6 separate regions of the Sus scrofa genome follow, and regions 1, 3, 4, 5 and 6 are each linked to region 2. A link is a contact called in public Hi-C, HiChIP or PLAC-seq and promoter capture Hi-C data. All regions are on one chromosome and are shown on one strand. The core of a region is the stretch at or near the end of the contact, and the rest is flanking DNA. Distances in the headings are between cores, read along the strand shown. Region 1 holds the start of EDEM2 (ER degradation-enhancing alpha-mannosidase-like protein 2). Region 2 holds the start of NCOA6 (nuclear receptor coactivator 6). Region 3 holds the start of EIF6 (eukaryotic translation initiation factor 6). Region 4 holds the start of DYNLRB1 (dynein light chain roadblock-type 1). Region 5 holds the start of AHCY (adenosylhomocysteinase). Region 6 overlaps MMP24 (matrix metalloproteinase-24).

Evidence for each region. Promoter capture Hi-C pulls out the DNA fragments that hold promoters and counts their contacts. Hi-C and Micro-C count contacts between places; a contact is called where the count stands out from the background. HiChIP or PLAC-seq counts read pairs in DNA pulled down with a chosen protein or histone mark.
Region 1: an H3K27ac HiChIP or PLAC-seq map of alveolar macrophages shows a contact between it and region 2. The contact joins the promoter of EDEM2 here to the promoter of NCOA6 in region 2. A contact is called at or near these places in 1 of 5 promoter capture datasets (fetal liver) and 2 of 2 datasets of contacts at active chromatin or transcription factors (alveolar macrophages and skeletal muscle).
Region 3: a promoter capture Hi-C map of fetal liver shows a contact between it and region 2, with 2.2 times the contacts expected there. The contact joins the promoter of EIF6 here to the promoter of NCOA6 in region 2. A contact is called at or near these places in 3 of 5 promoter capture datasets (fetal liver, fetal skeletal muscle and liver) and 1 of 2 datasets of contacts at active chromatin or transcription factors (alveolar macrophages).
Region 4: an H3K27ac HiChIP or PLAC-seq map of skeletal muscle shows a contact between it and region 2, with 3 times the contacts expected there. The contact joins the promoter of DYNLRB1 here to the promoter of NCOA6 in region 2. A contact is called at or near these places in 1 of 47 Hi-C or Micro-C datasets (liver) and 2 of 2 datasets of contacts at active chromatin or transcription factors (alveolar macrophages and skeletal muscle).
Region 5: a contact with region 2 is called in an H3K27ac HiChIP or PLAC-seq map of skeletal muscle, with 4 times the contacts expected there. The contact joins the promoter of AHCY here to the promoter of NCOA6 in region 2. A contact is called at or near these places in 2 of 5 promoter capture datasets (fetal liver and liver) and 2 of 2 datasets of contacts at active chromatin or transcription factors (alveolar macrophages and skeletal muscle).
Region 6: a Hi-C map of liver shows a contact between it and region 2, with 3 times the contacts expected there. The contact joins the enhancer-like site here to the promoter of NCOA6 in region 2. A contact is called at or near these places in 2 of 5 promoter capture datasets (fetal liver and liver), 1 of 47 Hi-C or Micro-C datasets (liver) and 2 of 2 datasets of contacts at active chromatin or transcription factors (alveolar macrophages and skeletal muscle).

What each region holds. Positions count from the first base shown.
Region 1 is chr17:38,512,984-38,517,249 of Sscrofa11.1, forward strand. It overlaps EDEM2 (ER degradation-enhancing alpha-mannosidase-like protein 2), which reads right to left and starts at 2,260. Exons shown (of 11, transcript XM_003359958.5): 1 at 2,054-2,260; 2 at 1,713-1,823. The coding sequence starts at 2,160.
Region 2 is chr17:38,220,036-38,223,922 of Sscrofa11.1, forward strand. NCOA6 (nuclear receptor coactivator 6) reads right to left here and starts at 1,869. Exons shown (of 16, transcript XM_021078293.1): 1 at 1,663-1,869.
Region 3 is chr17:38,642,618-38,647,069 of Sscrofa11.1, forward strand. EIF6 (eukaryotic translation initiation factor 6) reads right to left here and starts at 1,278. Exons shown (of 7, transcript NM_001243577.1): 1 at 1,220-1,278; 2 at 875-986; 3 at 652-737; 4 at 1-171. The coding sequence starts at 981. FAM83C (protein FAM83C) reads right to left here. Exons shown (of 4, transcript XM_021078085.1): 4 at 2,368-4,452. The coding sequence ends at 3,825.
Region 4 is chr17:37,921,172-37,925,492 of Sscrofa11.1, forward strand. DYNLRB1 (dynein light chain roadblock-type 1) reads left to right here and starts at 2,301. Exons shown (of 4, transcript NM_001190180.1): 1 at 2,301-2,342. The coding sequence starts at 2,340.
Region 5 is chr17:37,742,583-37,746,557 of Sscrofa11.1, forward strand. AHCY (adenosylhomocysteinase) reads right to left here and starts at 1,796. Exons shown (of 10, transcript NM_001011727.1): 1 at 1,677-1,796. The coding sequence starts at 1,704.
Region 6 is chr17:38,621,916-38,625,766 of Sscrofa11.1, forward strand. It overlaps MMP24 (matrix metalloproteinase-24), which reads left to right. Exons shown (of 10, transcript XM_021077693.1): 6 at 3,053-3,214. Among named protein-coding and RNA genes, the nearest start is that of EIF6, 20 kb to the right of the region's middle. Within about 2 kb of position 2,201, at least 11 of the 83 cell types and tissues checked have an H3K27ac peak or open chromatin away from gene starts, as enhancers often do. A contact at or near this core is called in liver, where this site is marked.

The DNA of each region.
Region 1 (4,266 bases), core at 1,010-3,509, 290 kb after region 2:
GCCCCACCTGCAGTCACAACAGAGAAGCCATAGGGAAAATCACCTGGAACCTCTGACCCATTTAAGGCACCTGGGAGGTGGGGTGATGTAGCTCCACCATAGTTACACACATGGCCTGTGTTCTCTGGCATTCTTCTCTGCCATAAGGAGGCAGTATAAGATTGTAGCTCAGAACACAGGCTTTTCCACATCTAGAAATTTACCTCACAGGACATAGAACTGCAGGTTTCAGAATGCTCCTGGCAGTACTGCTTTTAGAACAGAAAAAAACCATAGAAATAACTCACGGGTACACCAGTTGAAAAGTGTAATACATTCAAACAATGCAAAAGGATGAGGTTGTCAAAAAGGTTGTTATCAAGAGTTCTATGGGCTAATGTGAAGATATTCAAATTAGATAGTTAAATGAAAAACACAAGGTACAGAAAAGGTACTGTTGTATGTTTCTAATTGTGTTTTCCAACAGAGACATACAGACAGAAAGCAGATTTTGCAAGTTTAGGGGCCAGCAGTGGTGGAAGAATTAACTATAAAGGGTTGCAAGAGAACTTTATTTAGAGTGACAGAAATGTTTTCTCTCTTGACTGTGATAGTGGTTATTAGACACTTAAAATAGGTGCATTTTATGTAAGTTATGCTTTTAAAAAGTTAATTTAGAAACACACACATATACATACCTATATGACGGTATAAACCCAAAATATTTCTGGAAGGATACACAAGAAAGTTAACAGTGGGTAGAGTTCTAGAGTATGGGAGATATTTTATTTTATTAAATGATATTGCACTGCTTGAATTTGCCATTTGCTTGTATTGCTTTTTTCAACTATTAAAAAAAAGAAAACTAGCACAAATTGTGCTGAGTTTGCTTAACTTCTCCAGTCCTTAGCATATCCACTTGTAAAATAGAGGTAAAGGCACTTGACTCCTAGGGGCGTTAATTACATGAGATGACACAAGCAAAATGCTTAGCACAGTGTTTAATCCATGTCAGCTTCAGGCAAATGCAATGATTCTTCACTCGTTCAGCAAGGAACGAGATGGAGAATTCCACCTTTCATAGATTTTTATTCTAGTGGAAGTAAGAAAGACACACTAGTAGATAAGTGAAAACGACAGTATCAGAGTGAGTAGTGCTACAAAGAAAATAAAAAGGGTGGTTTGTGAGTGTGACCTGTAGGAGGTGGGTAGTTAGGGGAACTGTGGCTGAGAGGACATTTTGAGCTGAGATCTCAAGAAGCAGTCAGGGATGTGAGGGTAAAGGGGGAAGCGTGTTTCAGTTACACTAAACACTACCAAAGCTCAGATGTTTCATGTTTGCCAAGAGTTACATCCCCTAATGGGCCTGTTTGCCCACTTGTAACATGAAGGGGTTGGGTCTTCTGATTTCTTGAAGCCCTTCCACATATCCTACAGCTCCAGAGATTTGCCCAAATCCCAACAGCTGATGCCTGTTACACTTGTGGCCCGAGCCCAGAGGCCCAGCCCACCAGGCTAACCCAGCCTTTTTCCACTATGAGATCCAGCTTTCCCGGAGGTTGGGTGGATCCTGGTGGTGCTGACCCGAATTGAGGGGAAAGCGACCCCACCCTGGCTAGCAAGTTTTCAGGAACCAGTGAGGAAACCATGAAGGCACCAGTCCCAGCAGCCCCGCCCGCCTAGGACAGGACTGCCAGACCCCGGCCGCCCTGTTGCTCCTCCGCTCGCACTACCTGCCCCAGGTGTCGTGCCCGTCACAGGTGAGAGGTCGCAGCTCGTCGTAGGGAAAGGCATTCTCCAGGTAGCTGTCGTAGGCGTGGTAGAACATGGCCTTGACTCGCTCCCTGATGCGGGGTACAAGAAATAAGGAGGGGGCCACCAAAGGAAACCAGTCAGGGGAAAGGACAAGAAATAGGGTGGAAAGTGGGAATCACCACCTGATTTCTGCCGGAGCCCAGAGGTGGGGTCCCAGCAGGTCAGGGTGGGTATCCTGGGACAGAGGGCAAGGGAGGGGACCAGGTCTGCGCTTCCCATTCCCCAACTATGGAAGGGCGGGGAGCCTGACCCCCTTCACCTGTAGTGCGCGGGGTCGGGCGCGGTGCCATCGGGGCCCGGCGCACCATGGTGCAAGGGCAGCAGCGCGCACAGGAGGCCAAGCGGGACGAGCAGCCGGAAAGGCATAGAGCTCGTGTCCTGTCAGCGCGGCCACAGCAGCAGCAGCCACCGCCACCCGTTCATCCTGGGAGCCTTTGCTGAGTCTTCCGGGAGTTCGCGCCACTGCGCCTGCGTGCTGATACATCAACCACTCAGTTGTGGACTACAAGCCCCAGAATGCAATAAGCGGCGGAACCCAAGCAAAGAGCATCTTGGGATATACAGTCTCTCTAGTCGAGATGAACGTGTCCTAAAGACAGTGGCTCTTACAGTTACTCTTACTAATGCTTTAGCAACAGCGTTTTAAAAAAGCTTCTTAAAGTTGGTCAGCATTTTAGACCACAGCAACACACATGATTTTAGGCAGTATGATATTTAGTAGACTTAACCCTGGATTTGAAGGGAGACTTCATTCTTTTCTTTTTGATGAAAAAGACAGATGGAAGTGGCAGCTTAATTCCTTGAGCTGGAATGAAGACTTGTTTGGTCCCCTTTGGACCAGCATCCTTGAAAACAACCTTCAAATTAATACCTTGAAATGCTGTCAGTAGATATAAGAATTAAAACTCTAACATAACCCAGAGAGCTTAAGGTAGCACAGAGTAGAGGTTAAGCATGGGCCTTGGAGTTATCTGGTGGTGCAATGGATTACCGATCAGGTGTTATTGCTGCTGTGATGTAGTTCTGGTCCTGGCCCAGGAACTTCCACATGCTGCAGGCATGAGCCAAAAAAAGGAAAAAAAAAGTGTGGGCCTTAGATTGAGAAGACCTGAGTTAGAATACTAGCTCCATCCTTGTTAGGAGTGTGGTCTGACTAGCTTGTCTTCTGGGTATTTTACTCATTTGTAAAATAGGAATAATATTAGTATTTGCCTAATAGGATTACGAGGATTCAGTGAGCATGTCACACTGCGTGATAGAACAGAAACACAAAAAATTTTACGATGCTTTTGGCAACTCCTCTGGGAAGTGCCAGATGGAAGGGAAAGGAGATGACAGTATACTGAGACTCAGGTAACAACACAGGGGCATAGTATTAAATTCCTGTGACTGCTGTAACAAAGTATAATTACCACAAACTTGGTGGCTTAAAGCAACAGAAATGTACCCTAACACAGTTCTAGAGGCTAGAGGCCTGAAATTAGTTTCACTGAGCCAAAATCAAGATATTATCAGGGTGCCCTCCCCCTGGAGCCTCTGAGGAAGAATCTGCTCCTTGCTGCTCCAGCTTCTCCTGGGGAAAAGACAGTTGCTGGCATTCCTTGGCCTGTGGCCCTATCACTCCAATCTTTGCCTCAGTGTTCTTATCACCTCCTTTTCTGTGGGTGTGTGTCATACCTCTCCCTCTGCTCTCCCAGAAGGACATTATGACTGCAGTTGGGGCCACCTAGATAATACAGTATGATCTCCCATCTCAGGATCCTTAACTTGAGAGTTCCCACTGTGGCTCAGCAGGTTAAGAACCCAGTATAGTGTCTGTGAAGATGTGGGTTCAATCTCTGGAATCACTCAGTGGGTTAAGGATCCAGCATTGCTGCAAGCTCTTGTGGCTGTGGCGTAGGCCAGCAGCTACAGTTCTGCTTTGACCCCTAGGCTGGGAACTTTCATATTCTACAGGTACAGCTGTAAAAGTAAAATAAAATAATTAAAATAAATAAATACCCTTAACTTAATCACATCAGCAAAGACCCTCTTTCCAAACAGAGTATACTTATAGATTTCAAAGACTAGGATCTAATTATGTTTAGGGGACCCTTTTTTTTTTTTTTCTCTTTTTGGCCATGCCTGCAGCACGCAGAAGTTCCCCGGCCAGGGATCAAGTCTGTGCCATAGCAGTGACCCAAGCCACTGCAGTGACAGTGCCAAATACTTAACCTGCTGCCCCACAAGAGAACTCCTAGGGGACCATTTTTTAGCCTATCACAGGTACTAGGATTTTTTCAGATATGGACCATTCCAAGTTATGAAACTCGCCCAGCCCTAATTGTCCTTCTCCATAGAAGTCCTGTAGCTTATCTTTTTATCTCCATTCAAAACTCTAGTGTGGAGTAAGTGGTTACATGGAGGGTGGGGGACAGGTTGCCTGGGTTTGGTAATGATAGGTCTCTTTTTATGAGAAAAATTGACAAACTC
Region 2 (3,887 bases), core at 619-3,118:
TCTCTACCATCGTTTACTATTGCCTTCTTAAGCTTTTTGTGTCCCTTTGCTGTTTAGTAAACACCTAAAAGAGACGGAGCAGCTCTTAAACCTCTAGAAAGTTAGATGTCAAAAGGGTCCTAAAGATAAATTCTCTGGACAAATGAAACTTCTCTCATCAAATAGCTGGTTACCTATACTTTTTTTGTATCCTATTCAGTGTTGTTTTGTTTTGTTTCCTATGGCCCCATCCCCAGCACATGGAATTTCCCTTGCCAGGGACAGAATGTGAGCCACAGCTGCAGCAATGCTGGATCCGTCAATCCACCGTGCAGGCCAGGGATGGAACCAGCACCTCTGCAGCGACCCAAGCTGCTGTGGTCAGATTCTTAACCCACTGGGCTCCTGTATCCCTTTCAGTTTTTGTACTAGACAAACTCATTACAAAAACAAAATAAATTATTTAATGATTCTTTGACATATGCTGCCATGCTTGACTCCCTAACAATTTCTCCCAGCTAGCAAATTCCTCTAAGACAATGTGTTGAATGAGACAGCAGCAGGCTAAGTTCCAGTACCTCTTCTGCCATTAACTGCTTAGATCTTTAGAAGTCATGTTTTCCTTTCTGTCTCAGCTAAAATCACTACATGATCTGAAATCCTTACATGATCTAAGAACTATACATTCATTCCTCTGCACCATTCCTACTGGCTTCACTAACACCTTTCGGATGACCTCCCCAGGTGACCCTGCTCTTAAAACAGTGGGCTGTTCCCTTCCTGGGAAGACACCTTGGGTCACCGCCCACAAACAGCCTGGTCCCTCCTTTTAAAGACACACACAAACTCCCAAAGTTGATGGAGACTCTTCTGGCCAACCACTTTCATTCCGCATCTCTTGCTGGCCAGCTCCTGCATCCAAACCTCAGTCCCCCTTTTCTCTTTTCCTCATCAAAGCCTTACTTTATTCTGTTCCTCTTCCCAATGAGGAGTGGAGGATCCTGAGGGCAAATATGTCCTCAGCCCCCTGGGAGTTATACGGACTTGCCCTGAGACTCCGAAGACTGCCCCCAATCTGATACCAGCGTCTGTACCTAAAGGGCCCCCATTTCTAATCACAACCCCAAAGAACTGTCCCAGCCCTGACAGCCTGAGCTCAGATCCCACGCCCCTCCGCGCCCTACCTGCCTGGGATCATGAACACTGCCTAAACCAGCTCCAGATCCTGCTCTCCTAGCCCCAGTGATCCAGACCCCAGCTCCGTTTGGACCCAACGTCCCTTCTCCGCGACCCCGACCACGACCCCACGTCCGGCTCCCGCCAGTTCTTCGGGCCTGGAGCGCCACCCGGTGCAGACCCTGGCCGGCTCAGCACTCCCTGAGCGCCCCAGACACCTTGTCCTGCACCCTCCCCATCCCGCCCAAGCCCCCCGCTCCCTCCAGCGCCCCCGCCCGTAGGCCCGGGGCCCGCTCCCCAACATGGCGACGGGGACACGAGCGCGGCGGGCAGGCAGGCGGGGCGGCTCCGGGCCGGGCCCGCACAGGGGCCGTGCTCCACGGTCGGCCGGCGCCATTTTCCCGCGCCGGGCCCGGGCGGCGCCTCCTTCCCACGAAGCTAACCGGGCCAGCACCAGGGACGCCCGGCGGGCCCACCCCTTACGGGCCCGCGTCGCCGTCACCTCACCTGAGCGCGGCCCCAGCCCTCCCGGGCGGGCCTCGGAGCACCGGCCCGGGCCGTGGATGCCCGCGGCCCTCCGTGTGTCCGTCCGTCCGTCCTCGCCTGCGCGGGTCTATCTGGCCGTCGGCTCCCGGCCGCCCGCAGCCCGACCCGGCTGGGCCTCAGGGAGCCGGCGGGGAGGGGGATGGGCCGGACCGGGCCGGGGAGGGAGGGGGAGGGAGGGAGAGAGGGAGGGAGCGCGGGAGAGGGCGGGGCGGACTAGGGGCGGGGAATTGGCCACGTGACCAAACGTCTCCGAGTGCGCGAGGTAGCGCGCGCCCGCTCACTTCGGTATAGAGCTTAGTGTGGCGATCTGCTGGTTTTGTATCTCGACGAGGTAGTGTCGTCAGTGGCTTCTGCCTCCACTTTGCAGTCACTGCACAATCCTATAAGAGCCCTCTGGCTGAATGTCCTTGGGCAGGTCAACTCTCCATAAGCCTCGATCTATGCACATGAAATATACAGATAATAATAGTGTTTGCAAAGAGGAAATGAAGGAAGGCATGGAAAGCGCTTGACACAGTGCCTGACACATAGTATGTAATAACGTTAATGATGATAAACTTTAGCCTTTATTATTTGCTTGTAAGTCCCTCTCTACTTTCTCCCATCACAGTTGCCCTACCAAGCTCTGAAGGTACAAGGGAGTGTGGCCCCCTCCCCTCTCCACAACTGTAGGAAGGCCTACCCAGCACTGATGTCTGTCATAGGCCTGCATTCGGATCTGGCTTTCACTCGATAGCTATGTGATTTTCTCTGCCTCTGAACTCAGCTTTCTCATCTATAAAATGGAAATTAAAGGTCTGTTACAAGCATCATATTAGATTGCACAGCTCAGGCACACTAGTCTTATCTAAGAAAAAGAATCCTTTCATTCCACAAATATTTATTGAGCACACACTCTGTGTGTGCCCGGACTGGTGAAGTAGCCATCTAAGGCCTTTTCATGTTCTCCTTAGCTCCCCTTCGATCTCTTTTCCACCCTCCTGTTAGAGTAATGTTTCTAAGAAATCTGATCATGCCTCTCCTGTATTTAAAACTGTTTGATGGGGAGTTCCCTTCATGGCTCAGCGGTTAAGGAACCCAACTAGGCTCCATGATGATGCAGATTCCATCCCTGGCCTCCTTCCGTGTGTTAAGGATCCTGCATTGCTATAGCTGTGGCTTAGGCTGGCATCTGTAGCTCTGGTTCGACCCCTAGCTTGGGAACTTCCCTATGCTGCAAGTGTGGCCCTAAAAAAAGCAAAAGCAAAAAAAAAAAAAAAAAAAAAAAAACTATGTGATGGCTCCACACTGCTCTTAAGATAAAGGCCAAATGGGAGTTCTTTTGTGGCGCAGCAGGTTAAGGATCCAGCGTTGTCACTGCAGTGGCTTGGGTTGCTGCTGTGGTGTGGGTGCGATCCCTGGCCTGGGAACTTCCAAAAGATAAAGGCTGAATAGTAGTTCCCATTGTGGCTCAGAGGGCTGAGAACTCTACATAGCATTCATAAGGATGTGGGTTCAACTCCTTACCTTGCTCAGTGGGTTAAGGATCTAGCATTGCTGCAAGCTGTGATGTAGGTCGCATATGTGGCTATCTGGTGTTGCTGTGGCTGTGATACAGGCCGGCAGCTGCAGCTCCAATTTGACCCCTAGCCTGGGAACTTCAGAATGCAGTGCAGCCGTAAAAAGAAAAAAAAAGAAAGATAAAGACCAAATATCTGTCTCACTTTTGCCCTTCCCACATCTCCAGACTTCTCTCAGGCCCTCTTCCCCTCTCTGGAGTGGCTGAAACTACACTGACCTTCACACATTGTACTTCCTCTCTTCTCAGGACCTTGCACATACTGATTCTTCCACCTGAAATATCCCCCCTCCTTGGATAATTCATCAGCCTCAGATCCTAGTTCAAACATCACTACGCCAAGTACACCTTCCCTGAGAACTCCCCAGACAGGTTCCCCTTGCCCTCAGTAGGATTACTGGGTTGTTTATTGCCTGTCTTCACGAGGCTGTGGACCAAATTAGGAGGAAGACTATATATCTTATTTACTGCTGTTTCCTCATGATATAGCAAAGTGCCTGGCACAAAGGAGATGCTCAATAAATATTTGTTGTGTGTGAATCCCCAAAAGTGTGGAGAAAGATAATGAAAAACATAGGCAGCCAAAGGAGGGCACTTCAGATACTTGAGCCCGTGAAATTAACATCGA
Region 3 (4,452 bases), core at 28-2,527, 420 kb after region 2:
CCAAGTCTGGGTGGACTAAGGCCACGTAGTCGTTGCAGGTGGTGACATTGCCCAGGGCTGAGAGCCGTTCTTCTACCCGCCGGATCTGCACTGAATCCGGGAGGCAATTGCGAATGTGTTGCAGCTCCTGATCGGTGGTGTTGTTGGGCACCAGGAGACCATGCCTGTTCCCTGGAGAGACCCATATTAAGAGGGATGAGGCAAGGATGGACCATGAATACAAAAGAAGCCTGCTGAGCCCCAAGGAATCTGCCCAGAGTCAGTGGCCTAGGAGAGAGGACAATCTAATCTTCCCTCACACTAGGTGTGGAACTGGGTGATTCACCAGGCTTCTTTGAGTCTTAGCTTCCTCATCAGTCAAATTAGATCATTAATTCCTACCTCTCAGGATCTTCGTTAAAAAGGAATGAAACAAGTGTAAAAGTGAAACCCCTTAATGTTATTGGTGATTACTATGATCCAGAAGCCCCTTTGCCAGGGATGGCCCCTGATCTTTTGGCACTTAAGCCTGGTCTGGCCCGGGCCTGAGGGATTCTGCAATCTCCGGCGATAATAGATGAAAGCCTGGAAATCCCCGGGTCACTAAGGGTCCCTTCTAGGGAGGCGCTGGGAAGCTCCACGCCCTCCCTCGGCGTCTTCCATCCGGCTTACCCACACACATGCGGCCGATGATGCGGCAGCCGGCGATGGACGCGTGAACCACGGGAATGGTATCGGCCAGCTCTCCCTCGAATACACTGTAGAGACATGAGCTCGGTGGGCACAGGAGCCTAAGGGCCTGAGCCCTCCCTCTGCCGCAGCCCCCGACTCCAAGCACTTTTCCCCGCCACCCACCCATACAATACCCGCGGGCCCGGACTCCCTTCCTACGCACCTGTAGAAGTTCTCTGATCCTCCGATGGCCACCAGGCAGTAGGTGTTAGTAAGTTTGGCAAAGCAGCCGATCTCACAGTTGTTCTCGAACGACGCTCGGACCGCCATGAGGCCTAAGGGTTGGGGGGACGGGAGTTCAGGCGCGGCGGATCCTCTCCCGGGTCCAGCCCCTGGCCGCTGCGCGTCAGGCCCGCCGCGCCCCTCCCTGGCCGTCTCGGGCCCTCAGACCTTGGGTCCCGCCCACCGCGCCCCTCCAAACTCTTCCGCCCCGAATCTTTGGGCCCCCACCGCTCACGACGCAGGGCGGCCCGAGCTGAGCCTTCGGTCTCTCGCCACAACCGCTCACCAGGTAAACGCAATCTCCACACGCGACAGCAGTCCTCCCCAACCCTCCTTAGGTCCCCGTTTCCGCCTCAACCCTAGGAGACTTCCGAGAGAGCGCGGCACACCCAGCCACGCATGCGGCCACTCTAGCTCTGGCCTCCGAGCGGACTCTATGGTTGCAAGTAATAGGATTGCGACCCCACCTGGCCCCGCCTCCAACAAAGCTCGCATTCATTCATTTGCTCATTCTATCAGGAGCTAGGTAGAAAGTACGTCCGGACCAATGCTGGTTGGACGTGAGGCCTCAGAATGGAGGAGTTGGGAGTTCCCGTTGTGGCTCAGCGGGTTAAGAACACGCCTAGTATCCACGACGATGAAGGTTCAATCCCTGACCTCGTCGCTCAGTGGGTTAAATGATCCGGAGTCGCCTCAAAGTGAAGATCGCAGCAGGGGGGCTCCGGATCTGGTGTGGCTGTGGCATAGGCTGGCAGCTGTAGCTCCAATTCGACCTCTAGACAGGAATTTTCATATGCGGCAGGTGCGGCCCTTAAAAAAAAAAAAAAAAAAAAGGATGTCTTCCAGAAGATGGGTTGTTTGATGAAAGTATTTATTGAAGTAAAGTCTGTGGAGGAAGAGCAGGTGTGGGGAGGTGAGGGATAGAATGAAGTGCGGGACAGATATTCAGGCCTGATCTGGAACCCTGGAGAGACTGAAAGGCTGAGATTTGGGACTGAAGCCTGGGGTGGATGAGGAAACTCATGGAAAACGTGTCCACTAGGCAGAAGTGAGACCTGAGGCCGCGACAGAGGCTGAGGAAGGAGGTGCGGCCAGAGAAGTAAAGGAAACCATTGCAGGGGGGAGGATGGATAAAGCAGTGTCAGGGAGGACCCAGAATGGGCAAGGGTGTGGGGGCTGATGAGCTCCCACTATGTGCCCCTAGCACGTGCTTAATCACACAAAGCAGCCACTTTCTGCTCCCCCTCCCCCCCCCTTACCCCACCCCTCCCCACTTCATAGAAGGTAGCTATCAGGAGACCTGCTCTGGTGGACTGGAGGGCATGAATTTGGCCCACATTTTATAGAATCTGCAAAAGCCCCAGAGTCTCTCAGAATGTCACTCACAGAGAAGGCATAGGGAAGCTTGGAGCCCCTATCCTCCCCCCACCCCACCCCCAGCCGTCTGCAGCCATCCACTCTCCTCCATCTGGGAGCCCTCCTTGGATGATGCCCTTCCCCAGTCCCCAGCCTGCAGTTTTATAACTACGCCTTCCTCAGGATACACTAGGCTGCGACTGGGTCATAGCATGTCCACTTTTATTGATTTGTATCACATATACAGTCCCCGGCAGGTGGCAAGCTCAGGAAAAGGACCCTATCTGAGGGAGCCTATATTTCTAGGGACACTCAGCAAAATGGTGTGTGTGTGTGTGTGTGTGTGTGTGTGTGTGTGTGTGTGTGTCAGACTCTGAGTATCCACGACCTCCCCATCCTCCCCAGTTCATCTCAGACCCACTCCCTCAGTCCTCTCCCAGGCCTCTCTTCACCTGGTTACTTCTACCAGGAGTTCTGCTAACCCTCACCTCCATCTGTCCAAATTCTTCCCACCCTGCAAGGCTTGGCTCAAAAGCTGCCTCTTCTAAGAAACTTTCTCACCACTCCATCATCACCACTACTCTTTGCCCTCCTTTCTCTACCACCTTCTGTCACTGGTTAGCTTTTAATTAGTTACAGCTCTGTCTTGCTCACCAATGGTTTATGCATTTAATCCTTGTCTCCCAGGGACTGAATCTGATGCTTTTGTCAGCCTTATGGTATGACAGCATAGGACTGGATACACAGCTTACAAAGAGACACTGGTTGGTGCATGCACGCTTGTTTGTGTGTGTGGTTATGTGCATATTTATGGTCGATGGATCCCGAATGATCTATGGTGTGCACGGAATGTAGCCATTTATTTAGCCGAATGGCATTTACTGAGTACCTATAACTAGAATCCTGAGTGTTTTGGTTTATTGCAGGGACTGCATTGGTGGGTGTGCAGTTTGTGGCTGTGCATCCTGTCAGTGTGCTGTATATATTGTGCAGGCATTTGGAGGTATCTCTATGGTATATGGATTTCAAGTGCATGGGGACATGTGAACTGTTGATATTGTGTGTCCTGTCTCTGCAGAAACACAGTCATAAGAAATTAAGAGTCAGAGACACAGGTTTGAGCCCCTGCCACTTACCTGGACCTGATTCCAAGTAAGTCATCAAACTGGCTGGGTCTCAGCCTCCATATTTATTTATAATATAGGGAAGATAATACTTATGATCCTAGAATTGTATAACTACTAGATGTCTATCTTGTCGGGTGTTGTGAGGATGAAGGATAAGATGTAATGATGTGATGTGCCCAGCATAGTGACAAATGGCAGGTGCCAAGTAACCGTGGCTTCTGTTTCCCTGTGTGTGTGCATGTGCGTGTGGGCAAGAATCCTGAGCTGAGGGAATAGCTAACCTGGGCTTCTAGATTCCCTCTCCTCCCCATACAGCCCCTGCCCAAGCTCCTACCCATGATTCTGGGACCTGAGCAAAACTAGAGTTTCAGTAGATGGAGGACAGTTAGGTCCTTTCTAGGAGCAGGACTAGGACTCAAAGCGGCTTCGGAGCAGCTTGAACTTGGACTTGTTGTACTTAGTGATGAGGTCCAGTTTGCTGTGGCCCAGGGTCAACCGTTTCTCATTCTCAGACAGGCCGTTGCTATTGCCATTGTGATGGCCACCTGTGGGGCCCCGTAGGAGGCCAGGCTCAGGTCCCTGCCTGGTGCCCTGCAATTGATGATACTTGGTGATGAGGTCCAGCTTGCTGTGGCCCAGAGTCAGCCGCTTCTCATCCCCAGAGTCCACTCCAGCCTTTCGAGCAGGGCTTGGTCTGGGGACATCATTGGGCCCAGGACCCTCGCCCCGGAATGGGCCAAACTTTGTGATGAGGTCCAGGTGGCTGTGGCCCAGGGTCTGTCGTCGCTCGTCTGGACCCTGCTTGCCCGTCCTGGCTGAGGAGTTGGCTTCTGGGGTTACTCTGGAGTCCCCAGCCTTGGAGGACTGTACCAGGAGGTCCAATTGGCCATGGCTGTGGTTTGGGGACAGTCTCTTGTCCTCTGAGGTCTGATGGCCAGGTCGGGGGTCACCTGACTCAGGGACACCCCCAGCACCCTGGGCCTGGGGCAGAAGATCCAGCTGGTTGTATCTCTGATTTGGGGCCAACCGCCTGTCC
Region 4 (4,321 bases), core at 1,051-3,550, 300 kb before region 2:
ATCCCTACCCTGGTTTGCTGTAGCAATCTCTTGTCATTGCTTCCATTCTCTCCAGTCCACCTGTGCTACCTTAGAATGCCCGTTGGAAGACTTCAGTCTCATGGTTCTCCCCTCTTAAAATTTTACAAGTTTCCTCCATTGCCACAGAATAAACTCTAATTAAAGCTCATAAGCCTGTCCACTCAAGGCCCTAACTATTTCCAAATCAGTCATGAACCCATGGATCATTGGCCATTCTCTTTTTTGCTTTTGTGACTGTGATGTTCAATTCATTCACCCCTCTCAGTACAGTTCTCTATATGTAAGATTGTGGTAATGATCCTTCTGTGCTTTTCTTCCAGGATTTTTTTTTTTTGCTTTTTGCTTTTTAGGGCTGCACCTGCAGCATATGGACCTTCCCAGACTAGGGGTCGAATCGGAGCTACAGCTGCTGATCTCCACAGCCACAACTAAACAGGATCTGAGCCGCATCTGCAACCTACACCACAGCTCCCGGCCATGCTGTATCCTTAACCCACTGAACGAGGCCAGGGATTGAACCCACAACCTAATGGGTCCTAGTCAGATTCATTTCCGCTGTGCCTCTTACAGGATATTACAGGATATTTTGAGGTCCAGTTACTACAGCCCTTCTTCCCCTTGCAAAATGTTTGTCGAATGTTTCCAGAGTTCAATAATCACTTCTTTGTGTCTTAATACTTTTTTTAAAACTTTGAAATAATTTGACTTACAGAGCTGTTGCAAATATAGTATGGAGAACTCCTCCTGCACACTCTTCATCCAGCTTTCCCCAATGTTAACATCTCATATAAGTTGACATCTGTAAAATAATGCTAAACTAAAACCTTTTTACAGATTTCACTAGTTTTTCCACCAATGTCCCTTTTCTCAGTCTCTTTCAATCTGTGACAGTTCTCATTCATTCCTTGTCTTTCCAGACTTTGACTTTTTTTTTTTTTTTTTGGGTCTTTTTGTCTTTTTCCCATTTTCTTGGGCCGCTCTCGCGGCATATGGAGGTTCCCAGGCTAGGGGTCCAATTGGAGCTGTAACCACCAGCCTATGCCAGAGCCACAACAACGATGGATCCGAGCCGCGTCTGCAACCTACACCACAGCTCATGGCAACGCTGGATTGTTAACCCACTGAGCAACCTCATGGTTCCTAGTCGGATTCGTTAACCACTGCGCCACGACGGGAACTCCAGTTCTTTTTGTGTGTGTGTGTGTGTGACTTTGACATTTTTTGAAGAGTATTGGTTGGGTACCTTATAGAGTCCCTCAAGTTTGGTTTAATGTTTTCTCATGGTTAAGGCCATGGATTTTTGTGAAAAACACCACAGATGTAAAGTGCCCTTTGCAAGATTATCAGAGGGCACATATTAGTATATCCCATAACCAGTTATGTTAACCTTGATCCTCTGGTTATGATGGTGTCTCCCAAGTTTCTTCACCATAAAGTCACTATTCAATCTTCTTAACATGCAGACGCCCCTGGAAGGAAAACCAAATCCTTACTCAACTGAACGAGGCGACAGTGGAATGAAAGTTTGGAGCTTGAATTCAGCAAGCTCCAGTGCCTCCAAGAAACTTTAAGCTGAGGCTACAGGAGATAGAGTGGGTGTAAGCCCAGTAACATAGCACAAGGTTCACTAAATGGCAGTTGTCTTAGCAAATTATTTCCTGCTAGAGAACCCAGAATTTTTTTGTGTGGAAAACTTAACATAGGGCTCTAGGAAGAAGGGTCCCCCTTTTAAAGGTGAGCAAATGAGGGACTACAGAAATTTGAAGTGGCTTCTCTAAGGCAACACAAGGGCGGCCCTGAGCTAGAGGTTCTAAGACTAAAAGACTCCCAGGCTAGCCCCGACCACTTTACCTCAGTGCCCTCATGGAATCCGGGGGAGTCGCTCACGAGACCCTATGGATTCTTGGCTCCAGTTCGAATTTCGGACTTTTTAGCGCATTTTGGCTCGGAGCCTCGCCTTGCCTCAATTCGGGAGCAAAGTGGATATCAGCAACACCCACTCCTTCAGAGTCTCTCCCCACCCTACACCCAGGACCTCCAGAGCTAGCTCAGGCCTCGGTTAAGTGTTGAAAGCCTCTTCCAACAAAGCCAACTTGCCTCTTTTCGGCATAGCTGGAGCTGGGAATTTTCCATAGCTGGATTGCTACTTTGCTGTTCGCGGACAGCACTGGGCCAATTCCCCAGGATCCGCCTACCCGCCTGCTGGCTCCTGATAGGCTACCGAGCCTGTCCGCTTTGACAGGAGCTGTGCGCAGGCGCAGAGAAGCTCCGGGACTGGGCTGAAGGCCGGCGACGAGGAGCTACAGGATCGGTCCGAGATGGTGAGTATCTGCTGGGAGCTTGTGGCCAGCGGCCGGGAGGTGGCCAACCACGACCTCCCACCACCCTCAGCCCAGAGGTCCATCCTCCCGGGCGGCATCCGCGGGGCTGGGCGCGCCGGACCGAAGCAGTCTGGAGGGCGGAACCGGGGCGGCGCGGGCCTCCTGACTCGGACCGAGGGGGCCGAGGCGGGGCCACCGGATCCAGTGGTCCCTTGACCGGAAGTAGTTGCTGGTGCCACGGGGAAGGATTGACGGAGCTGGGCACACGGGCCCCTGCATCCTAGCAACCTTGGCCTTGTTGAGCTATAACAACAATAGTGATTATATTTTCTAGAAACTTAATTCGTGCCAGACACTGCTATACGCTTTACATACCCTGGCCTGCCTCCTCACCGTAGCTCTGTGAAGTAGGTACGACCATTATCCCTGTATTACACACTCGGGATGTAAAACCCGGTGAAACTAAGTGCCCTGCCCCAGTAAATGACGGAGATGGACTTGAACCCTAGACACTTGACTGCTGCCTTTCTGTGTGATTCTTTCGAGCCGTTGAGAAATGGTGCATGAGTCAGAAACGAGCGGGATCCACCCTTGTGGTTCCTGCCTTGCTGACTGGAACTGTGGGCTCTTTATGCCTTTACAGGTTTGGTTTCTTGTGTTTTTAATCCTCCCAACTTGTAAAAAACAAAACAAAACAAAAAAAACAACAACTTGGAAAGAGCTTTTGAACGTTAAACCATGTGAATGGTTTTAAAAAATCGTATTTAAGAATTTAAAGCCTAAAAGAAAAATTGAAAGGGAATAAGAAACAGTACCATACCTGGAGGTAACGACTTATAATTAGGCAGATTACTTGTTTTGTTTTCGTCAGTTTTTGCTTTATATAGTTTAGCTGTATGTAGAATAGATACAGCTATTTATAGTTTATAGTTAGCTAGTTTATAGACTAGATGAGGTAACTTTATCATTCATATCACTTTTTAAACTGTAAAAGAAATTGACTTTTAGCAGATAATAACTGCACACAGTAAAAACAAAAAAGCATCTGAAAGGATCTAAGTGAAAATAAATCTTCCACCAAACCTTGATACCCAGCTTCAATCTCCTTTAGAAACATTAGTTCCTTTTATATGTATACCAGCATGTATATATGTCCTGTCTTTTTCTTACACTAATAGTAGCTTCCTGCAACTTCTACCATGCTATTGTGTGCTTCTACTCATGAAAGCAAAATATATTTAGATGCACATTTCAACAAATTGAAGCAGTACCAAAGTTTGTAACGTAGAAAGTATATGTAGTTCCCACCTCACTCCTCTCTGGTAATGACAGTTGGGTGTGTTTCTTTCCATATTTATTAAGTGCATAAGCATATTTATATATAACCTGTTACATGATATTGGAACATATTTATACATATTAAGTTTACTCTAGGCTATATGGGTAGATAATCTCATTTTGGAACTTACACTCTTCACTAAAAACTATCAGATATTTTTCCATGTCATTATATACAAACGTACTTCATTCTTTTAAAGGAGTGTATTTATCTTCTACTGCAGTATATACATTGAGATGTATTACAGTATTTCACTCCAGACAATGCTACAGTGCTGTTTTTGTCCTTTTTTTTTTTGCCCCACTCATGCTAGTGTTTGTGTAGCGGTAAACAGAAGTGGTACTAATGACGGGCACATTTTAAACATTTTGTAGAAACTGACAGATAGCTCTTTTGGATGGTGATATAAAAGTCATCCATAGGGAGTTCCCGTCGTGGTCCAGAGTTACGAACCTGACTAGTATTCATGAGGATGTGGATTCAATCCCTGGTCTCGTTCAGTGGGTTAAGGATCCAGCATTGCTGTGAGTGGTGGTGTAGGCTGGCATCTGCAGCTCCGATTCGACCTCTAGCCTGGGAATTTACACATTTAGTGTGCGGCCCTAAAAAGAAAAAAAAAAAATCCATAATCACATCCAGT
Region 5 (3,975 bases), core at 546-3,045, 480 kb before region 2:
GCTAAAAAGAACTCTTTCACTGCCCTCAGGACAGCTGTATACTCAGGACTAGGCCTGATGTACTCAAAGGGTACAGGAGGGTCTGATACTCTAAGCTTTGGGGTTTTTGGTGCCCAGGGAACTGAGGACTTGCAGTAACACCTGTTCCAGGACAAGCCAAGAGGAAAAATAGCAAAACCCTCCCTGAGCCTCAGTTTCTTCATCTGTAAAGTGGGAATAACCATCCCTAACCTTCCTATGAGCCCTGAAGATTAAAGAAGATGCAACATGGGCAAGCACAGTATGCCCTCCCTAATGGAGACTTCCTTCCTCCAACCCTACCCTGCCAAGCTCCTCCACTTCCAAATGCAGTCTTACCTCCTCCCATACAACCCAAAGCCCTCAACCCTAACTCACCCATCTCTCCACAGTATGACAAGCCCTTTTTCCAACTCTCCCACTGACATGACCTTGATTTAACCTTTCTAGGCTTCCACTTCATTCACACCACAGGGACAAGAGTCTGCTCTGGGCTGCAACTTGATAAACAACTATTGGTAAGTTACTATTTCCACAGAATCTTTCCAAGTCATTTCCTATTACACCTTCAGCTTCTTCCTCTGTATAATGGGATAAAGTCCACCTCTAAAGGTCATTCTGTAAACAAATGCAAACCCCCAGATACACAGCTCCATAAATATTGATGCCTTTCTCTGGGTAGAATGGTGTCTTGAATTTACTTTAAAAACTGATAGTCTGCCTGAACAGTTTTTTCCTGAAAGGTCAGTGGGGCTGTTTCAGATGTGTTCACTTATATACTGTGGTGAAAAGGTGAGCAGGATCTGGATTTATATCCTGCTCCACCACCTCCCAGCTATAAGATCATGGACAAGTTAACCTTTTTTCCTGTATCTCAGTATACTCATTGTAAAATGATAAAGTAACAGCCCCTATCCTAAAAAACCGTGAGAAGAAAATGAATTAATCTAGAATAAAGGTAGAAGGCAGTGCCCATTCCACAGTAAAAGCCCAGTAAACATTAACTATCAATGCACAGCTTCAATCCCTAGGAGAGCAGTAAGGATTTTTCTAGCCACTCCAAAATTTCTTCGAGATTCTCTGTACGATTGTCCCTGTTGGCCAGGTGGGTGACCCCAGAGGTTGAGTAACAAGCCCAAAGTCCCTTGTAAGTGGACTAGTGCTTGTGTCGGCTCAGTCTCCAGGCCTCTCCTCACGTGCCCTTCGGGGTCTTAATGACCTCGTCTTCCCTGTAGGTGGCCCAGAGAGGGATAAGCACTTGCCCAGGACCACCCAGGGGGCCAAAGAGCTGGTCCAGACCCAGGAGGCAGGATCCAGGCTCCCCGGTGTTGGCCCCAGCAGGTGCCATTGGTCCCAGGCCTCGGTTAGGTGTGCGCTCCCCGCCCGCCCCAGCCGGCTCCGTGTGGAACACGCCGCGAGTTCACCACTCCGCAGCCCGCGCCGCTGCACCCGGCCTCGCGGGGCACGCCGGGACTCGTAGTGCGCGGCCGCCTCCGAAGACCTGCTCATGGCGGCGGAAGAACTCCAGCCCCCAGAAGGCCTCGCGCGGCCAAAGACCGCGCCAAGCCAGCGATTCAAGGGGCTCCTCCTGAGCGCCCCGATTCGGCCCTGTGGCTGCCGTCCCAGCAGGCCCCTACCCTGCATGTCCAGGGACTCACCGACTTTGTAAGGCAGCTTCTCCGACATGCTGGCGGCGCTTCCACACGTAGTGATGGACACGAGCGAAGGGGGCCGGCCTTGGGCTGGGGACAAACGCAGGGCGGGCGGCGCCGGGCAGGGATCTGCGAGTGGCACCGGCGCCTTTAAATATCTTACCGTAGCTTGCATATTCATGAGTCCCGCTGGTGCTGAGCGGTCGGGGCGGGGCCCAACGCAGGGGGGCGGGGCCCAACGGAGGGGGGCGGGACCAGAACGGACTTTGGTTGGGGTTCAGACCAGTTTTTAGCTTACGGGGACCTTCCACCTCCCGAGCAGCGTAGCGAAAGGAGTTCCAGGAGAGGCCTGATATCAAACCTGAGGCCATCTTTAACTTCATTCATTCAATCAGTGAATCCGACGCCAAAACCGAGTGAAATTGAAATTCCAACCAGTTCACTTCCCAGAACCTCAATTTCCTCTTCTATAAATTGGGCAGAATGATACCTACCATACAAATAGGTAAAGTTGCAATATGTCAACACCTAGCACATGGGAGACCTTCCACCCTCCTCCCACCATGCTGAGTTTAGGTAGATTTGTATGCATTTTTAATACTTTTACTACATATGCATAAATCATTAAATGCTTCATAGAAGTCACTCTGTGTTTAAAACCTTTATTTAAATAGTGCCATACTGTACTTACTCTTCTGCAACTTGCTTTTTTTCTGTTAATATTTGTAAGGGTCATGCATAGAGTTTTGCTGCTGTATAGTATTTTATTGTATACATCGTGTGATTAATTTACCTGTTCTATATTCAGATTTTATACAGTCTGCCATTATTGTGTATATGAAAAAATGAACATTGCCTCTTAGCCCATGAGTAGGTGTCCTGGAACCATAAGTGTACTCAGGGGTGGAGTTTTTGAGATAAAGGCACATTTTTAACTTTCCTAGATATTACCAAATTGTTTTCCAAGGTAGCTCATCCTATCACCAGCAGTGTCTGAGAGGGCTTGTTGATCCACATCCCTGTCATCACTTGTCAGTCTGACAGAATTGTTTTTTTCTTTTTTGCTTTTTAGGGCTGCACCTGTGGCATATGGAAGTTCCCAGGCTAGAGATCAAATCGGAGCTGTAGCTGCCAGCCACAGCCACAGGAATGCCAGATCCTTAACCCACTAAACCATGCATTGCTTAGTTTTGACTGTTTCACCTTTGTGTAAATGAAATCATAGGATACATATTCTTCTGCAACTTACTTTTCTCTTTCAGTTCTATTTTTTTTTTTTTTTTTTTTTTTTTTTGGCAGTGCCTTTGGCATGTGGAAGTTCCCAAGGAGGGATCTAACCTGAGCCACAGCAGCAACCCAAGCTGGTGCAGTGACAACACCAGATCCTTAACCTGCTGCACCGCAGGAGAATTCCTCAACATTGTTGGTTTGTTTTGTTGTTGTTGTTGTTGTTTTTTCCTGTCTTTTGTCTTTTCCATACACCTGCAGTATATGGAATTTCCCAGGCTAAGGGTCGAATTGGAGCTGTGGCTGTAGTGTAGGCCGGCAGCTACACCACAGCCACAACAACGCAAGATCCGAGCCACATCTGTGACCTACACCACAGCTCATGGCAATGCCAGATCCTTAACTCACTGACAAGGCCAGGGATCGAACCTGCATCCTCATGGATACTAGTCTGGTTCCATAACCACTGAGCCACAACAGGAATTCCCTCAACACTGCTTTTGAGAGTCATTTCTGTAAGGGCTATAGCTGTGGTTCATTTATTTTCATTTCTGTATAATCCACTTATTTACTTATTCTATTTTTGATGGACATTGGATTGTTTCAGTTTTTTTTTTTTTTTTTTTTGCTGCCATAAAGACTACTGCTTAATATTCTCATGTGTGTGTACCTATATGGATATAGATGTAGATATATTTGTGAGCCAAATTGCTTGAATACATACACTCATGTCCAACTTAACTAGGTAATATGAAACTATTTCCCAAGCAGTTATCTCAGTCTATACTCCGATCAACAGTGGATTAAAAAATCTTATTTTGGGTAGTTCCCATCATGGCACAGTAGAAACGAATCCAACTAGGAACCATGAGGTTGCAGGTTCGATCCCTGGCCTCGCTTAGTGGGTAAAGGATCTGGCGTTGCCATGAGCTGTTCTGTAGGTCGCAGATGCAGCCTGGGTCCTGAGTTGCTGTGGCTCTGGTGTAGGCTACAGCTACAGCTCTGATGTGACTCCTAGCCTGGGAACCTCCACATGCCACAGGTGTGCCTCTAAAAAGACCTAAAAATTCCTGTTTTA
Region 6 (3,851 bases), core at 951-3,450, 400 kb after region 2:
GGAACTCACTGAAAATGGAGGTCCCAAGAGAAGCGAATGGAGCAGACAAGTTTCCACTGAGTAGCCAAGCAGACTGTTGGGTGCTTGCTAGGAGGCCCAAGGACTTGAGCTCCCAGCTCAAAGGAACGCTCCCTATTGAGGATGCTAGCCTTTCACACACCACTCAGCATGACCCTGCTAATTAACTGTGATAGTTCTATGCCTGGAGGCGATGTGAGTGCTTTAGGTACCTCTCCTCATTAATCTTCACCCCATTCTTATGATGAAGATACAATTATTCCCTTCATTTTACCGAGGAAGAGATTTAAAATGTCACACTGCTAAGGCATGACAGAGCCGGGATTCATGGCAGTCTAGCTCCCAGGGACCACACTTCTGACCACTCTGCCTCTCTGCCCCTAGTGGCCTCCTGCCCACTGAGCACGGGTCTTCTCCAGCCCTCTGCTTTCCCCTCACTCCAGGGAGTTCTCCTGCCCCTCCCCAGAGTAGCCCCCACTTATCAGGTCTCTTAGGCTTCTGTGCAGTAGGATGCCAACTCCCCAGCTCTCTGCCTTTTGGTCCCTAGAACAAACCCACAGGCCCCCTTCCTTCAAGGGCTTACTCCTGTTCTCCACAGAGATGCAACATTGAGGCTAACAGAGTAAAAGACACAGGCTGAGGACAAATATTTTGAGCTTTGCCAGGTGCTCAGCCCTAGCTCCCTGGTTCTCCACTGAGATCCCTGTCGATCCCTGAAGAAGGGTCTGTTCAGGAGACATAGGCCTGAACAGCTTGTCCTGGGTCGCAGAACAGGCCAGGAGCAGAGCCAGGACTGGACCCCGGGAAGCGGAGCTGCCTTCCGCTGGCTCAAGCAGCCGCCTTTGTTTGGGATGGAGCTCAGAGATGAGCTCACCCTTCCCTGCTGCCAGAGGGACCAGGACCTGAGGAAGGAACTGGGGGCGGCCTGGCCTCCTTATGCCAGCTTGCCCTGCCCCAGCAGAAGGCCAGCCCCAAGCTCTTGGCCAACCTTGCACTGGTCCTGCCCATCCCCCCTACACTGAAGGCACTGGTTGTGTCAGCCGAGCAAGCTGCAGGCATGCACCTGTGCGACCAGGTCTGCCCCTCAGGGCTCTTCTCTCTTCCCAAGACCTTAGCCAGGAGGGCCACACACAATTCCAGCCTTACCTGGCCCCATGGGGCCCTCAGCCGGGTTGGGTAGGACAGTTTTGCCTGTGACAATGGGGCTGGGAGTGGGCGTTAGGACTTCTGACCACCTCCTTGGCTCCTGGCAGCCTCCCCTGTACTTTGAGGTGGCAGGAATGGACTGAGACATGCTTTAGGGCTGGGCAGTGGAGGCAGGGCTCAGAGGGCCTTCAAATGCCAGAGGTCAAGGCAAACAGAAATCTATGATGGGACATACCAGAGTCAGGACTGTTGATTCAACAGCCTGACCAATCCTCCGCCCCTTGCATTTCTTTCCCAAAGCCAGGGTTACTTAATCCCCCCAATATCAGGCCTTGCCCTGTCCCAGGCCAGATCCAGAAGCTCAGGGGAGTTTCCAGAAGCTCGGAGAGTTTCTAGAAGCTCAGGCTTTAAGAGGATCTGGTTGGAGTTCCCATCGTGGCTCAGTGGTAACGAACCCAACTAGTATCTATGAGGACACGGGTTCAATCCCTGGTCTTGATCAGTTGGTTAAGGATCCAGCATTGCCATGAGCTGTGGTATGGGTCACAGACTTGGCTCAGGTCCTGCATTGCTACGGCTATGGCGTAGGCCGGCAGCTATAGCTCCAAGTCCACCCCTAGCCTGGGAACTTCCATATGCTGCGGGTACAGCCCTAAAAAGACCAAAAAAAGAGGATCTGGTGGCTGGAACTTCAAAGGCCTTGTGCTTCCTTTCTGGTGAATAGGTTTGTTTTAGTCCCCAAGCTTCTGTCTTATGCAAGGTAACAGCAGCAGCTGCACAGTGTCACGCCATTAATACCTACTGTCTTAGCCAATCCTCACACAGCCCTGTGAGGCAGGTGTGATTTCCCCATGGAACAGATGAGGAAACTGAGGCTCAGGGGGTAGACCTTCTGGCCAAATTCACAAAGCTGGTGGGGGGAGAGCTGGAAATGAACGAGGCCTGTCTTGTTCAAGGGCCCAGGCTCATGACTCCTATGACATGTGGCTGCCTCGGGATCCCGTGTCCCACTTTCAGCACCTGGACTTTGTTTTCACTCACATTTGAATCCGTGCCTTGGTCTTGGCCTTCGTTCAGTTCTTTCAGGACTGAGAGATGCCGCACGGCCGAGGCCCCGCCTGCCCCTGGGTCTCTGAAGATGACCACCAGCCCGCCACCCCCAGGATTCCCCTCTGCCCATCCCACTCCCTCCGCCTTGGTGCAGACCCTCATACTGGCATCCAGACAGACCCTAGTTATCTCCCTGCCTCTGGTCTCATCACCCTCTAATCCCTCCTCCCACTGCAGCCAGAGTGATTTCATCGTGTCACCACCCCCACTCCTGCTTAAACTCCCCACTGGTCAAAGAGCCAATCCAGATTTCTTTGCATGGCATCACAAGCCCTGCCTGCCAGCCTGGCTGACCTCATCTCCCTCTGGCCTTCCCCTCCTGCTTTGTTCCAGAGCCAAGTGGAATGAAACCGCGTGTCCCTGGATCTTGTTTACAGCATTCCCTCTGCCAGGAACGCCACCCTCAACCCGCTTCCTCTCCTACCCACTGAGTCCATTCTCCCAACTCATTGCTTATCTTTCGCAACCCAACTGAAGGCTCACCTTGATGAAGCTTTCCCTGAACATTTTCCTTCAAATTTTAATGGCTCCTCCCTGTGTGGAATCCTCTCTACCATTACTGACAGCTACTGAAGTGCCTGGAACACTAATTTCACTTAGTTTGTGTCTCTGTCCCTATCTGCCACTATATGGAGAGTTCTAGAAGGCAGGGATGTGTCTGATTTCTCTAAATGTCCCCGGCACAGGGCCTGGCACAAAGCTTTTGCTCGCATTTGCTGAAGTAAAGGACTAACTGGATGACACCTAAGTGGGTACCTCCCCCTCCCCTTCTCCACAGGGAATGACCTCTTCCTGGTGGCTGTGCATGAGCTGGGCCACGCGCTGGGACTGGAGCACTCCAATGACCCCAGCGCCATCATGGCACCCTTCTACCAGTACATGGAGACACACAACTTCAAGCTGCCTCAGGACGATCTCCAGGGCATCCAGAAGATCTACGGTGTGTGGCAGGGCAGACGGGCCACCGTTCCTTCCCTGGGGCTGGGCCATGACTGCCTGCCTGGGCGGGGAGGGGGCAGCTGCTCTGTCTCTGACCTCTGTCTGACCTTTAGAGACCTCTGATGTCTTTGCTTAAGCAGAGGGGGCAAGGCTGCTTACCCACACACACACATTTGGGTAACCTGGCAGGGCAGGTCTGAGCTGCAACTGGGAGAGACACCCGCTCCCTCTTCTCTATCCACCTCACCTTCCACACACCTCCTCTCACCTCCTGGGTTCACGTCAAGGGGTCCAACCTCTAGCTAAGAGATTCACGTATCTGCCTGAGTAATATGATACAATGCGATGGATATTATTACCAGAGCTTTTTTCTTAAACGCGAAAAGAGAAACTAGGTTGATATATCTTGATAAGATATGAGAAGGCTGCTACCCCGTTCTCAGTTCATAGTTCTGCAGGAAGTTCTTGTTTTTGTCAAGTCACTTGTGAGGGGAAGACCAGTTTACTTGAGCACATGCATGTCCACATAGCATGGCCCCCCCATGTGCAGCATGGGAGGAGGACCTCACAGAGGAGGTGGCCCCACCCAGAGCCTGGAGGATGGACAGGATATCCACAGGTGAAGCAGTGGAGGACTA